Regions from separate parts of the Pan troglodytes genome. Here region 1 is linked to region 2. The links are chromatin contacts, called in public HiChIP or PLAC-seq maps. All regions are on one chromosome and are shown on one strand. Each heading gives the region's core, a stretch centred on a gene start, on an enhancer-like site or on the middle of the called end of the contact. The rest is flanking DNA. Distances are from core to core; before and after follow the strand shown.

What was found. HiChIP or PLAC-seq counts read pairs in DNA pulled down with a chosen protein or histone mark.
Region 1: an H3K4me3 HiChIP or PLAC-seq map of stem cell-derived excitatory neurons shows a contact between it and region 2, with 4 times the contacts expected there. The contact joins the promoter of ZNF527 here to the promoter of LOC134809019 in region 2. A contact is called at or near these places in 1 of 7 Hi-C or Micro-C datasets (induced pluripotent stem cells) and 1 of 1 datasets of contacts at active chromatin or transcription factors (stem cell-derived excitatory neurons).

Annotation. Positions count from the first base shown.
Region 1 is chr20:40,428,962-40,435,079 of NHGRI_mPanTro3-v2.0_pri, forward strand. It overlaps ZNF527 (zinc finger protein 527), which reads left to right and starts at 2,490. Exons shown (of 5, transcript XM_512625.7): 1 at 2,490-2,704; 2 at 5,627-5,700. The coding sequence starts at 5,668.
Region 2 is chr20:40,180,346-40,186,258 of NHGRI_mPanTro3-v2.0_pri, forward strand. It overlaps LOC134809019, which reads right to left and starts at 3,133. Exons shown (of 3, transcript XM_063800404.1): 1 at 2,989-3,133; 2 at 118-2,492. The coding sequence starts at 3,133. The coding sequence ends at 1,732. It also overlaps a transcript of ZNF566 not described here.

The DNA of each region.
Region 1 (6,118 bases), core at 1,240-3,739, 250 kb after region 2:
AAATTATCTTCCCCAGAAGTTAGCCATGGGGAATTTTTTTTTTTTTTTTTTTTTTTTTTTTTTTTTTTTGAGACAGAGTCTCTGTTGCCCAGGCTGGAGTGCAGTGGCGTGATCTCAGCTCACTGCAACCTCCGCCTCCCCGGTTCACGCCATTCTTCTGCCTCAGCCTCCCGAGTAGCTGGGACTACAGGCGCCCGCTAGCACACTCAGCTAATTTTTTTGTATTTTTAGCAGAGACGGGGTTTCACCATGTTAGCCAGGATGGTCTCAATCTCCTGACCTCGTGATCCACCCATCTTGGCCTCCGAAAGTGCTGGGATTACAGGCGTGAGCCACCGCGCCAGGCCAGATTTTTTATTTATATGGATTTGAAATTCATGAATTATTGTGTAGAGAGGTTCCTCACTAGCATTAATACTAGAGTATGGGTTCATTTAAAATATCTTAATAAAAAAGGCCAAAGAAAATTATGCTTTATCTTTCCCTAGGCACTAGACTGCCAAAACCAGTTACTGCCGGGCTGAGACCCCCTCCTCAGAGCTCTTAAGTTGTGGCAAATCCATTTCTTCCTTTTCGTTCTCCAAGCTCTAGAGTGTTAGCTGTTTCCTCAAGTTACAAATCTCTCCCTTTGTGCTCTTTCAGCCCTCCAACATTATGTCATCAGTTTCCTGTAATTAAATTCCCCTGTGGTTCTGCTTTCTTGACTAGACCATGATGGACAGAGCACTACCATTATTTGTTATAGCAGTGCGGCCACATAGTTGGCATACTTTCAGAACCACTGCCTAATCTGTGGAAATGACCAAACTTAAATTAGTGTTGGACTTGGTGATATAAGAAAAATAAAGGACAAAAGGCCTTCCAATAATCACTGACATATAAGGAGATAGTCATATACACCCCTACAAAAAATTAAAAACTGAACTTAGCATGGTGGCATGCATCTGTGGTACCAGCTACTTGGATGGCTGAGGCGGGAGGATTGCTTGAGCCCAGGAAGTCAAGCCTGCAGTGAGCCAAAATGGCCCTACTGTACTCCTGGGTGACAGAGAGAGACCCTGTCTCAACAAAAAGAATGGAGAATCTTAAATTTCAGCACTTCGATATGAAACATCCAAGATGATCTCTAACTTTCCTGATAATTAAGTCCAGGGAAGAACTGTTTAATGTAATTGTCAAGTACCAAACCACAATTATCATCCAAAGAACACTGAATTTGTAAATTTCCCCATTAAAGCAACCCAACTATTACATGTTTGTAGAGCCTTTAAAAAATGTCTGATTTCTTCTGAAAGTAACAAAGCCCGATTTCACAGAGTAAAGAGCAATCAGTTCTACCCTAATACCCACACTCCTTTTGTGGAAGATTCTCTGGGCTTAGCAATAGAGGGCTCTCTGTGGCAGGGGACTGGAGGATGTATTCTCCAAGGAGGCATTCTCAAGAACTTCCCCTTGCTTCCGCATAAGAATCTTGACTTACTAGGATCGTGACATGGATGCACCTTTCAGATCTTTCAGGGACTGGAGATGGGGAAGAATGCTGCTTTAGTCTGGAACTTTCACTCAGGGGCTCACATTCTTGTCCTGACTGTGGGCAGTTTTCTTAAAGCTGGGCCCTAAAGTTGTAGAGTGAAAAGATGGAAACAACAGCAGGAGAAACACCAGGGCTATCGGCTACCAAACTACTTACGGCTTTGGTGCAAACAAGCAACCTCATAGTAATGAAATCTAATCACCCTTCTGTGACTGGCATCACATTAGGTACAGGCAGAGATGGGGCATAAAAATGAGGATAACAGGCGGGGCGTGGTGGCTCATGCCTATGGTTCCCTCACTTTGGGAGGCCGAGGTGGGCGGATGGCTTGAGGCCAGCAGTTCCGGACCATCCTGGCCAACATGGAGAAACCCCTTCTCTACTAAAAGTGCAAAAATTAGCCGGGTATGGTGGCGGGCGCCTGTAGTCCCAGCTACTCGGGAGGCTGAGGCACTAGAATCGCTTGAACCCGGGAGGCGGAGGTTGCAGTGAGCGCCGAGATTGCCTCAATAAAAGATACCACAGACCCCGCCCATGGCAGGAGATGGGGGTGAAGGAACAGTAAGACCGGGAGACAGTCAGATACACATCGGATCAGTGGTATCCTCACAGTAACAGAAACGGTCACCCCCAATGTCAGCCACAGTCTCTTTGATCCACAATCACTTTCACATTCAGCTACCCACAATCACGGGACGTGATTTAAAATACAGAAGCTCCCTGCACTGACAAAATCCGCCGCTCCTTTCGTCGGCAAGCATAAAGGTGTGCAGCAACAGTCACACACGAACCACCACACCCAAGCATTCAACCAGTCAGCCCCGCGCGCAGCCTGGCCGCTTTCACCAACACAGCAGCTCAAGGTCACTGGAGAGCCTACGACCACACACATCCCTCTCTGGTACCAGCCCCCGTGGCGCAGGCGCGCAGTGGAGGGGGCCGCGGGGTTCTCTGGGAGATGTAGTTCAACGATGACGGCCGTGGCGCAAAGCGTTCTGGGGCTCGTGGTTCGCGGGGTCCATGGGGAACGCGATGTCGCTGGTTCAGATCTCGCAGAGCTCAGCGTCCTGCATGCCTCAGTCCTCGCCTCGCTCCTCCTCGCGGAGGATTCTGGGTGACGTCGCGGGTCTCGGTCGCGGGGCCCGTTTGCAGAGCCCGCGGCGCCGGGAGGTGAGTGGGGCCGGGCCCCGGGCGGGAGCGGGAGGTCAAGGGCGGGCTCCGGGTGGACCGGCCGCGCCAGGGATGGGAACCCGGCAGGAGTCGCTGGGGAGTCCGTGTGTGTTTCACTGTGTTACCAACTATGTGACAGGCTGCGGGTGTGACAGAATGTGATCTTGTGTCACTGTGTGTGTGTGTGCGCGTGCGCCCGCTTGTGTGTGACTGTAACCATCTGTGTCTGGGGGTGAAACTGTGAATATGTGTGTTTGTGTGTGACTGTCTCTGCAGGTGTAGCTGTGTATGTGTTTATGAGAGACTGGGGTGTGACATTGTGTGTTTGTGTAAATGCATGTGTGTGGTTATGTGACCACCTGTTTCTGCGGATACAACTGCGTTTGAATGTGTGTGACAGCAAATGTGATTGTGCGACTATGACCATCTGTCTCTGCAGGTATAGTTTTGTATCGGTAATTGTGACAAGATGTGTGACTTCTGTGGTATGCTACTTTGTGTGTGATTGTGTGTGATTGTTTATCTCTGTTGGTGTAGTTGTATGTTACCATCTATCTTTGTGCTTATGTGGCTGTGTATTGTGTGAGATTATGGGTGTGTTTGTGTGACTCTGTATATATTTGTGATTGGGTGAGAATTTGTGTGTATATATGAGATTGTGGGATTGATGTATGAAGCACAGAAATATTAAAATTATCCAAGTTCACACAGTTAACAAGTGACAGCACCAGAACTCAAACCCAAGCAGTTTAGCTCTAGAGGTCTTGCTTTTTTTTTTTTTTTTTTTTCTCTTGAGATGGAGTCTCACTCTATTGCCCAGGCTGGCGTGCAGTGATGCGATCTCGGCTCACTGCAACCTCCGCCTCCCAGGTTCAAGTGATTCTCCTGCCTCAGCCTCCCAAGTAGCTGGGATTACGGGCGTGCACCACCACGCCCGGCTAGTTTTTGTATTTTTAGTAGAGATGAGGTTTCACCATGTTTGGCCAGGCTGGTCTCCAACTCCTGACCTCATGATCCGCCCACCAGAGCCTCCCACAGTGCTGGGATTACAGGAGTGAGCCGCTGCGCCCTGCTGCAGTTTTTATGGACAATTTCAAGCTGCACTACACTAAGGAAATAATTGCTAGGGACTGAGTTGCCTAGTGCAAAGTAGTCCAGAATTAGGGGGTGAAATTAGGGGGTGATGTATACTGAATTCTAGGTCAACCACAGTTGTCCCTTTCTTTTCTTTTTTCTTTTTTTTCTTTTTTTTTGAGACAGAGTCTTGCTCTGTCCTGTAGGCTAGAGTGCAGTGGTGTAATCTCGGCTCACAGCACCCTCTACCTCCTGGGTTCAATCAAGCCTCCCACCTCAGCCTCCCAAGTAGCTGGGACTACAGACACATGCCACCACGCCCAACTAATTCTTGTACTTTTTGAGGAGATGGGGTTTTGCCATGTTGCCCAGGCTGGTCTTGAATTCCTAGGCTCAAGTGATTTGCCCACCTTGACCTCCCAAAGTGCTGGGATTACTGGTGTGAGCCACCGTGCCCAGCCTGTCTCTATTTTTACGATGAAGAAATGTTGGCTCTAAGAGGACAAGGAACTTACTTCAGATTGCCCAGTTTGTTGTTGCTTTAGTATTAAAATTTGGCGATGTGTCCCTCAGGCTGCATTTCTGTAGAGAAATAAAGGTAACACCTGCCATCTCTAAAGATGCCTCTCTAAGGAATATATGGCATTGATTACTCGGGTTGTGTTGAATATTTCCCATTCAGACATTGTGGCCTCTCAAAAGAGGACTGGTTTTGAGGTCACATTTCAGTTGGACCCCGGACTTTGAGTTGGTTGTTTAAGCTTCTGGAACCTCCCTTTTACTACCAGTAAAGTGGAGATATTAATACCTATCTTTGTAGTTTTGTGGAGCAGTAGTAGTTCTGAGGATTAAATGAGATAATGACACAATGAGATAACCATGTGTGACAGTCTCTCTATCTTTGTGCTAATACGGCTGTGTGTGTGAGAGAGAGAGATTATGCCACCGATTGTGTAAATGTGTATATGTTTGTGATTGGGTGAGAATTTTATGTGTATGTGAGATCACGGGATTATGTCGGACCTAGTCTGATTGTGAGGCACAGGAAGATTAAAATTACTTGCCCAACACAGCATGAGTTAACATTGTATATTTATATTACATAAGGCACAGTAAAATTTATTTATTCATTTATCTAATATTTTTGAGAGACTACAATGGTCTGGTAGTGTTCTGTCATTAGAATACACCTGTGAACCAAACAAAACCTAGTTCTCTTGGATCTTACAGTCTTGCATGGGAAGAGAAACAATAAAGAAACAAAGCAGTATGTAACATGTCCAGTGGTGATAAATGCTGAGAAAAAAATAATTCAGGGTAAAGAAAAATGGAGTACCTGGAACAGGGGTTCCCTTGAGGTAGAATTTTCAGGGAAGTCCCTCTGATGAAGGGACACCTGAATGCAGATAGGAATAAAGAGGAGTGGCCCATGCTGGTGTCTGGGAGAAGGTTCCAGACGGAAGGAAAAGGCCACAACCCTGAAGAAGGGGTGTACAGTGTTTGAGTAACAGTAGGAAGACATGTGCCTGGAGTGTGGCAAGCAAGGGGCGGAAGGGTAGGAAATTAGGTCAGAGGTGCAGCCAGGGGCCAGATCATGAACCACCTTGTTGGCCGTAGGACAGACTTTGGATTTTGTTGAGTTCAGGCTATGCGTCCTTAATATATAAGTCAAGACTTTGAGAGTTAAGTTCAGCACTGGATTCCACCCCGCCACCCCTGGCCAGATCTTGGAAAAGGTGAGGCTGGCCCATGTAGGGAGAAGAAAGGGGCAGTAGTATTTTTGTGGGTCTTGGACCAAAAACACAGGGCTGGCACATCATCATTTCTTCGTTAACTCTCCCTTCTCAGGACTTTCTTCTTCTTCAGAAGAGAAAACTGAAGAAGGAGGAATGGCTATGGGGCTTTGTAAAGCCATGTCCCAGGTAAGCATGCTCTTTCACTTTGTTTTCAGACATTTGACCTCATTTTTCAGGACTTTGGGACCACAGGGAAAATCACAAATAGCCCAGTGAGCACCCCTTCCACTTCTCTCTCCACCTTTTGTTCATATAATCCTTCTACAAAACATTTAATATCTTTTTTACTCAGTGTTATGCTCAAATGTGTGATGGAGCAGAGCTATCCTCTTTAGATGGATGATGATTTGTTGAGTTGGCGATGAGTGCAAGTGAAATAAGGGATAGAGTTTGATTACTGAGTGATCTATTAAATAGGGAGGTCAAGGATGGCCTCTCTGAGGAAGTGACATTTAGCAAAGCAAAACTTCAGTGAAAGTAGCAAGTAAGTTTTGTGGAGATCTGGGGAAGAGCTTTAAAAGAAGGAGTACAAAGTTATTATGGT
Region 2 (5,913 bases), core at 1,883-4,382:
GCAGCCTCCATTCTTGGTAAGTACCCTATACAGGTGTACCATTTTTTACTTTTTATGCTGTTTTTTTTTACCGTACCTTTTGTGTGTTTAGATATGTTTAGATACATAAATACTTACCATTGTGTTCTGTGGGCAGCAAGCCACCCAGGTGCCGAGGCAAGAGACCGAGGGCATGAGCTGTTTCAGTATAATAAAATATATAAAATAACAAGAGTTACACTAGATACAGATCACAGATATGATTATACACAAGTATCACTAATCATTAGTTTGTAGTAATTACTCTTTATTCAAATATTATAATAATCCTCACTCTACAATCATAACCTAGGAAAAACCAGGCCATACAGAGGTACGAGCTGAAGGGACATGGTGAGAAGTGACCAGAAGACAAGTGTGTGAGCCTCTGTTATGCCCGGACAGGGCCACCAGAGGGCTCCTTGGTCTAGCGGAACGTCAGCGTCTGGGAAGACGCCTGTTACCAAGCGGATTATGGCCTAGCAGTAGCGTCAGTGCCAAGGAAAAGCACCCGCTACTTAGCAGACCAGCAAAGGGAGTCTCCCTTTCCCCGGGGGAGTTTAGAGAAGACTCTACTCCACCATGTCTTGTGGAGGGCCTGACATGAGTCAGGCCCGCCTGCAGTTATCTGGAGGCCTAACCGTCTTCCTGTGATGCTGTGCTTCAGCGGTCACACTACTGGTCCGCTTTCATGTTCCATCCTGTACACCTGGCTCTGCCTTCTAGATAGCAGTAACAAAATTAGTGAAAGTACTAAAAGTCTCTGATATGCAGAAATAATGCGTAAGCTGTCTTCTCTCTCTCTCTCTCCACTTCAGCTGCCAAACAGGGAAGGGCCCCCTGTCCAGTGGACACGTGACCCACGTGACCTTACCTATCATTGGAGATGGCTCACACTCCTTACCCTGCCCCCTTGTCTTGTATCCAATAAATAACAGCGCAGCCTGGCATTCGGGGCCACTATCAGTCTCTGCGTCTTGGTGGTAGTGGCTCACCCAGGCCCAGCTGTCTTTTCTTTTATCTCTTTGTCTTGTGTCTTTATTTCTACCACCTCTCTTCTCTGCACACGGGGAGAAAAACCCACAGACCTTGTAGGGCTGGTCCCTACAGTGTTCCAACTGTATTCAGTACAGTAACATGCCATATAGCTTTGTAGTTTAGGATCAACAGGTTATACCATATAGCCTAAGTGTTCAGTCAGCTATACCATCTAGGTTTGTACACTCTATAATGATGAAATTATTACACGATGATGAAATTGCCCAACAACGCATTTCTCAGAATGTATCCTTTTTTTTTTTGAGACCGAGTCTCACTGTCGCCCAGGCTGGAGTGCAGTGGTGCAATCTTGGCTCACTGCAACCTCTGCCTCCTGGGTTCAAGCGATTCTCCTGCCTCAGCCTCCCGAGTAGCTGGGACTACAGGCGTGCACCACCACGCCTGGCTAATTTTTGCATTTTTAGTATAGACGGGGTTTACACCATGTTGCCCAGGCTGGTCTCGAACCCCTCAGCCTCCCAAAGTGCTGGGATTTCAGGCGTGAACCACCGCACCCGGCCAGAATATATCCTTATTATTAAACTATGCACGACTGTGTATACAATACCTTTATAGGTCAAAAGCAGTCAAATACTGGCCATGAGATACACTTAGTCCAAGTACACAAATAATTGCAGAAGGAGAAAGTGAAACTCCTCTTACTTCCTGTCCCACTCATTTATCACAAAGCATACAGAAGTCAGAATAACACCTGCCCTTTGCAATTTCAGACTCCTCTCTTTCTGCCTCTCCAAACCCGTCCCACGTTTGGCGATTCCTTTCCCTTTGACCTCCCCCCATCAGGTCGCAGGTTCCTGGTCTACACCCCTTCTGCGTCCCCAACCAGTTTTGAGTCTCACAACCTCTGGTCCCATAACCCCTCTGCACTAAGGAGCAATAAACAAAATTCACGCCCGAACAAAGAGGCCAAAACAGCAACCCAGGATGTTTGCGCCTGCGCACTCTGGGCGCACAGTAAGGCCGGCAGCCCAGCGCCGGCTTATCTGTGAGAGCAATTAAGATGACTTTCGGAGGGTCCAACCGCCTTCCCAGCTCCGAACTACATCTCCCAGAAGGCTCAGTTGTGCGATTATCTTTCCATGCAGACTTGTCCTCTTTCTGAGGCTGTCCAGCGCCTGGGGGCAGTAGGACGGGTCCGGGAACTAAGCCCATCTCAAACACGTCGGAGTGGCTTTCTTTGGGGGCCAAGGCCCGAGCCTGAGGCGGGACTCCATGAGGCCTCTGGGGCGCGAGCGGTTTGACTAGGGGGGCGATCCTTTCGGCGGGGCTGACGCAAGGCGCGGACAGGAATTCTGACGATCGGGAGCCATCTTGTCCGGCCTTGATACGTCTCTGACTACGCTTCCCAGAGGTCTCCTCCGCAAGACTGTACTTCTCGCGGTAATTCAGCTTCCAAGTCACGCGCTGGCGGGACCCTCAGGGCTTTACCAGCAACTACCCCAGTGCCGGGGAGGGTTCTGCTGCTTCGAAAGCTCGTAAGGCCTGAGGTGAGGATCCCGGGAGAGGGCGGGGCCGGGGGCCGAGCCTCGGCTTTGTGCGGCGGTGGAGGTGAGATTGAAAGTGTGCACTTGCGTCTGTGTGGAGGTGTGTGGTGAATGATCGCGCGATTGTGACAGGCTGCTCTTGTGATGAGTGTGTTTCCAACGCTCACACCGTGTGCAGCACGGCCTCGGAGACTGTGGCTGCTGGTGTGTGTAAGAAGGAGCAGGACCACGTGCGGCATTGTGTGTGCGGCTGTGGGGAGCTTGTGTCTGGTTGAGTGTTATTGCGTTTGTCCCCGTAGTGGTGTGCGACTATATGCTGTGTGACTGTGTGCGGCAGAGTTCAGGTGGGGATACCTGCGAGTAACTGCATGTTTCTATCTGTGTGTGTGGCTGTGGTTAATGTGTGATCGTGACTGTGACCCGGTACAGGTGTGCGCCGACTGTGACAATGTGGTTGTGACTGTGACTGCCTCCTCGGTAAGTGTGCACTTGTGCTTATGTGACCGATAGAGGCCCTGCGTGTGCGACCCTGTTGCTTTGGGCGTGGATTGTCTGTAGCTGAATGTCCCCATGGTGGGAGTGTGATCAGGTTTGTGTGGCTGGGTAAGTCACACAGTGTGAGGTTTTATCACTTATGTATACTTCTCTAGGCATTATACTCCAGTTTTCCCCCGTTTTAAAACTTTATATGAATGTTGTCATACTGTCTTTGGTTTATTTTTACAATTCTGTGAATCATCCCTATTAGATAAAATCGCGGTTAATTCAATTTCTTTGCTATATTGTATTCTCCCTTCTGAAGTATACCACAATTTTTCATCCTTCTAGTAATGATGCCCTATTAGTTATTTATAGCTTTTTATTTTATAAACAACACAGCCACAAACATTCTTTCACATGGGGTACACATGCTTGAGTTTATTTACCAGCAGAATTGCCGGTTCATATATCTTCCACTTTACTAAACAGTGTCAAAATATATACCCGAGTGGCTGCACAAATTTGTACTTGAACAGCAATGTTTGAAATATCTTATTGCTCCATATCCCTACCAAAGCATAGTTCCAAGAGTTAAAAAAATTTTTGTAGGCCAGGTGTGGGGGCTCATGCGTGTAATCCCAGCACTTTGCCAGGCCAAGGTGAGAGGATCACGTGAGGCCAGGAGTTGGAGACCAGCCTGGGCAACATAGTGAGACCCTAACTCTACCATAAATACATACATACATAAAAAATTAGCCGGGCATGGTGGCTGGCACCTATAAGTCCTAGCTACTCAGGAGGTTGAGATGAGAGGATCGCTTGAGCCCAGTGCTTTGTAGCTGCAGGAAGCCATGATCATACCACTGCCCTTCAGCCTGGGCAACAGAGCAGGAGGCTGTCAATAGATACATAGAGCCTATATAAAGTATGCAAATCTTAAGTGTACAGCTGTGTAACACTCCTAGATCTATACAAAGAACTTTGCCAGGACCTGAGATGCTTCCCTCATACCACTTCTCAGTAATTTCTCCCCCACACAATCTATTCAGAATTCTATCATTAACTAGTTTTACCCATTCTTTTTTTTTTTTTTTTTTTTTTTTGAGACAGTCTCGCTCTTGTCACCCAGGCTGGAGTGCAGTGATGCAATCTTGGCTCACTGCAACTTCCGCCTCCTGGGTTCAAACGATTCTCCTGTCTCAGCCTCCTGAGTAGCTGGGATTACAGGCACCCATCACACCCGGCTAATTTTTGTATTTTTAGTAGAGACAGGGTTTCCCCATGTTGGCCAAGCTAGTCCTGACCTCAGGTGATCCGCCCACCTTGGCCTCCCAAAGTGCTGGGATTACAGGCATGAGCCAGTGCATCTGGCTGTCTTACACATTCTTGAACTTCATGTATATATGCAATTATACGGCATGTACTGTTTTATGCCAGGCTTCTTTTGTTATATATTATGTTTGTGAAATTCATTCATGTTGTTCAGTGTAATTGTACTTAGCTCTCACTATACTGGGGATATATTGTAGTATATTAGTCGATTACATTGTTGATGGATATTTGGGTAGCTTCCAATTTGGGGCTGTTACAAATGATGCTGCAGCTGTGAACACTCTACTGTGTTTTTGGTGAACACGTGAAGGCTTTTCTCCCGGGTTAATACTTAGGAGTGGCATTGCTAGATCACAGGGTAGGCTAATGTTTAATAGATACTACCAAGCTCTCATGTGGTTGTTCCAGTTTACACTCCATCCAGCAATGTATGAGAGTTCCAGTTGCTTCATATCCTCTCCGTAATTTGGTATGGTTAGTCTTTTAACTATTTTATTGGTTGTGTGGTGCAGTTTCATCATAGGTTTTTGTTTTGTTTTGTTTTGTCTTGTTTTGTTTTTTGAGACAGAGTCTCACTCTGTCGTCCAGGCTGGAGTGTAGTGGTGTGATATCAGCTCACTGCAACCTCCGCCTCCCAGGTTCAAGTGATTCTCGTGCCTCAGCCTCCCGAGTAGCTGGGATTACAGGTGCGTGCCACCACGCCCAGCTAATTTTTGTATTTTTAGTGGAGACAGAGTTTCACCATGTGAAACTCCCGCCCGCCTCAGCCTCCCAAAATCCTGGGATTATAAGTGTGAGCCACTGCACCCAGCCTCATCATAGTTTTAATTTGTATTTCCTTGATGTGAAATGATGTTCAGCACCTTTTTGTATGTTTACTGGCCATTTGTATATCCTCTTTTTTGTGTCCATTTTCCCCTTCGTAAATTTTTTTAAAATGTTCTTTTCTTTCTTTCTTTCTTTCTTTCTTTTTTTTTTTTTTTTGAGACAGAGTTTCACTCTTGCTGCCCAGGCTGGAGTGCAATGGCACGATCTCAGCTCACTGCAACCTCCACCTCCCAGGTTCAAGCATTCCTCCTGCCTCAGCCTCCCATGTAGCCGGGATTACAGGCTTGTGCCACCACGGCCAGCTAATTTTGTATTTTTAGTAGACACAGGGTTTCACCATATTGGTCAGGCTGGTCTCAAACTCCTGACCTCAGGTGATCCAACTGCCTTGTCCTCCCAAAGTGCTGGGATTACAGGTGTGAGCCACTATGCCTGGCCTAAAATTTTATTTTCATGTTGTGAACATAGTATAAGGAATTTGCAAATACTCTGCAGGTGCCCACAGTGCAATGATGAAAACCAGGAAATTTATGCTGATAGAAGACTTTTAATTAAGTTAGAGCCCTTTTTCAAATTTTGCTAAATTTTCTTACTGTTTCAGGATCCAATCCAAGGTCCTGCATTGAATTGTATTGTTTCATTAGTCTCCTTCCATCTTTGAGTGTTCTTTAATCCTTTTTATCTTTTAGGACTTTGACACTTTTGAAGAGTA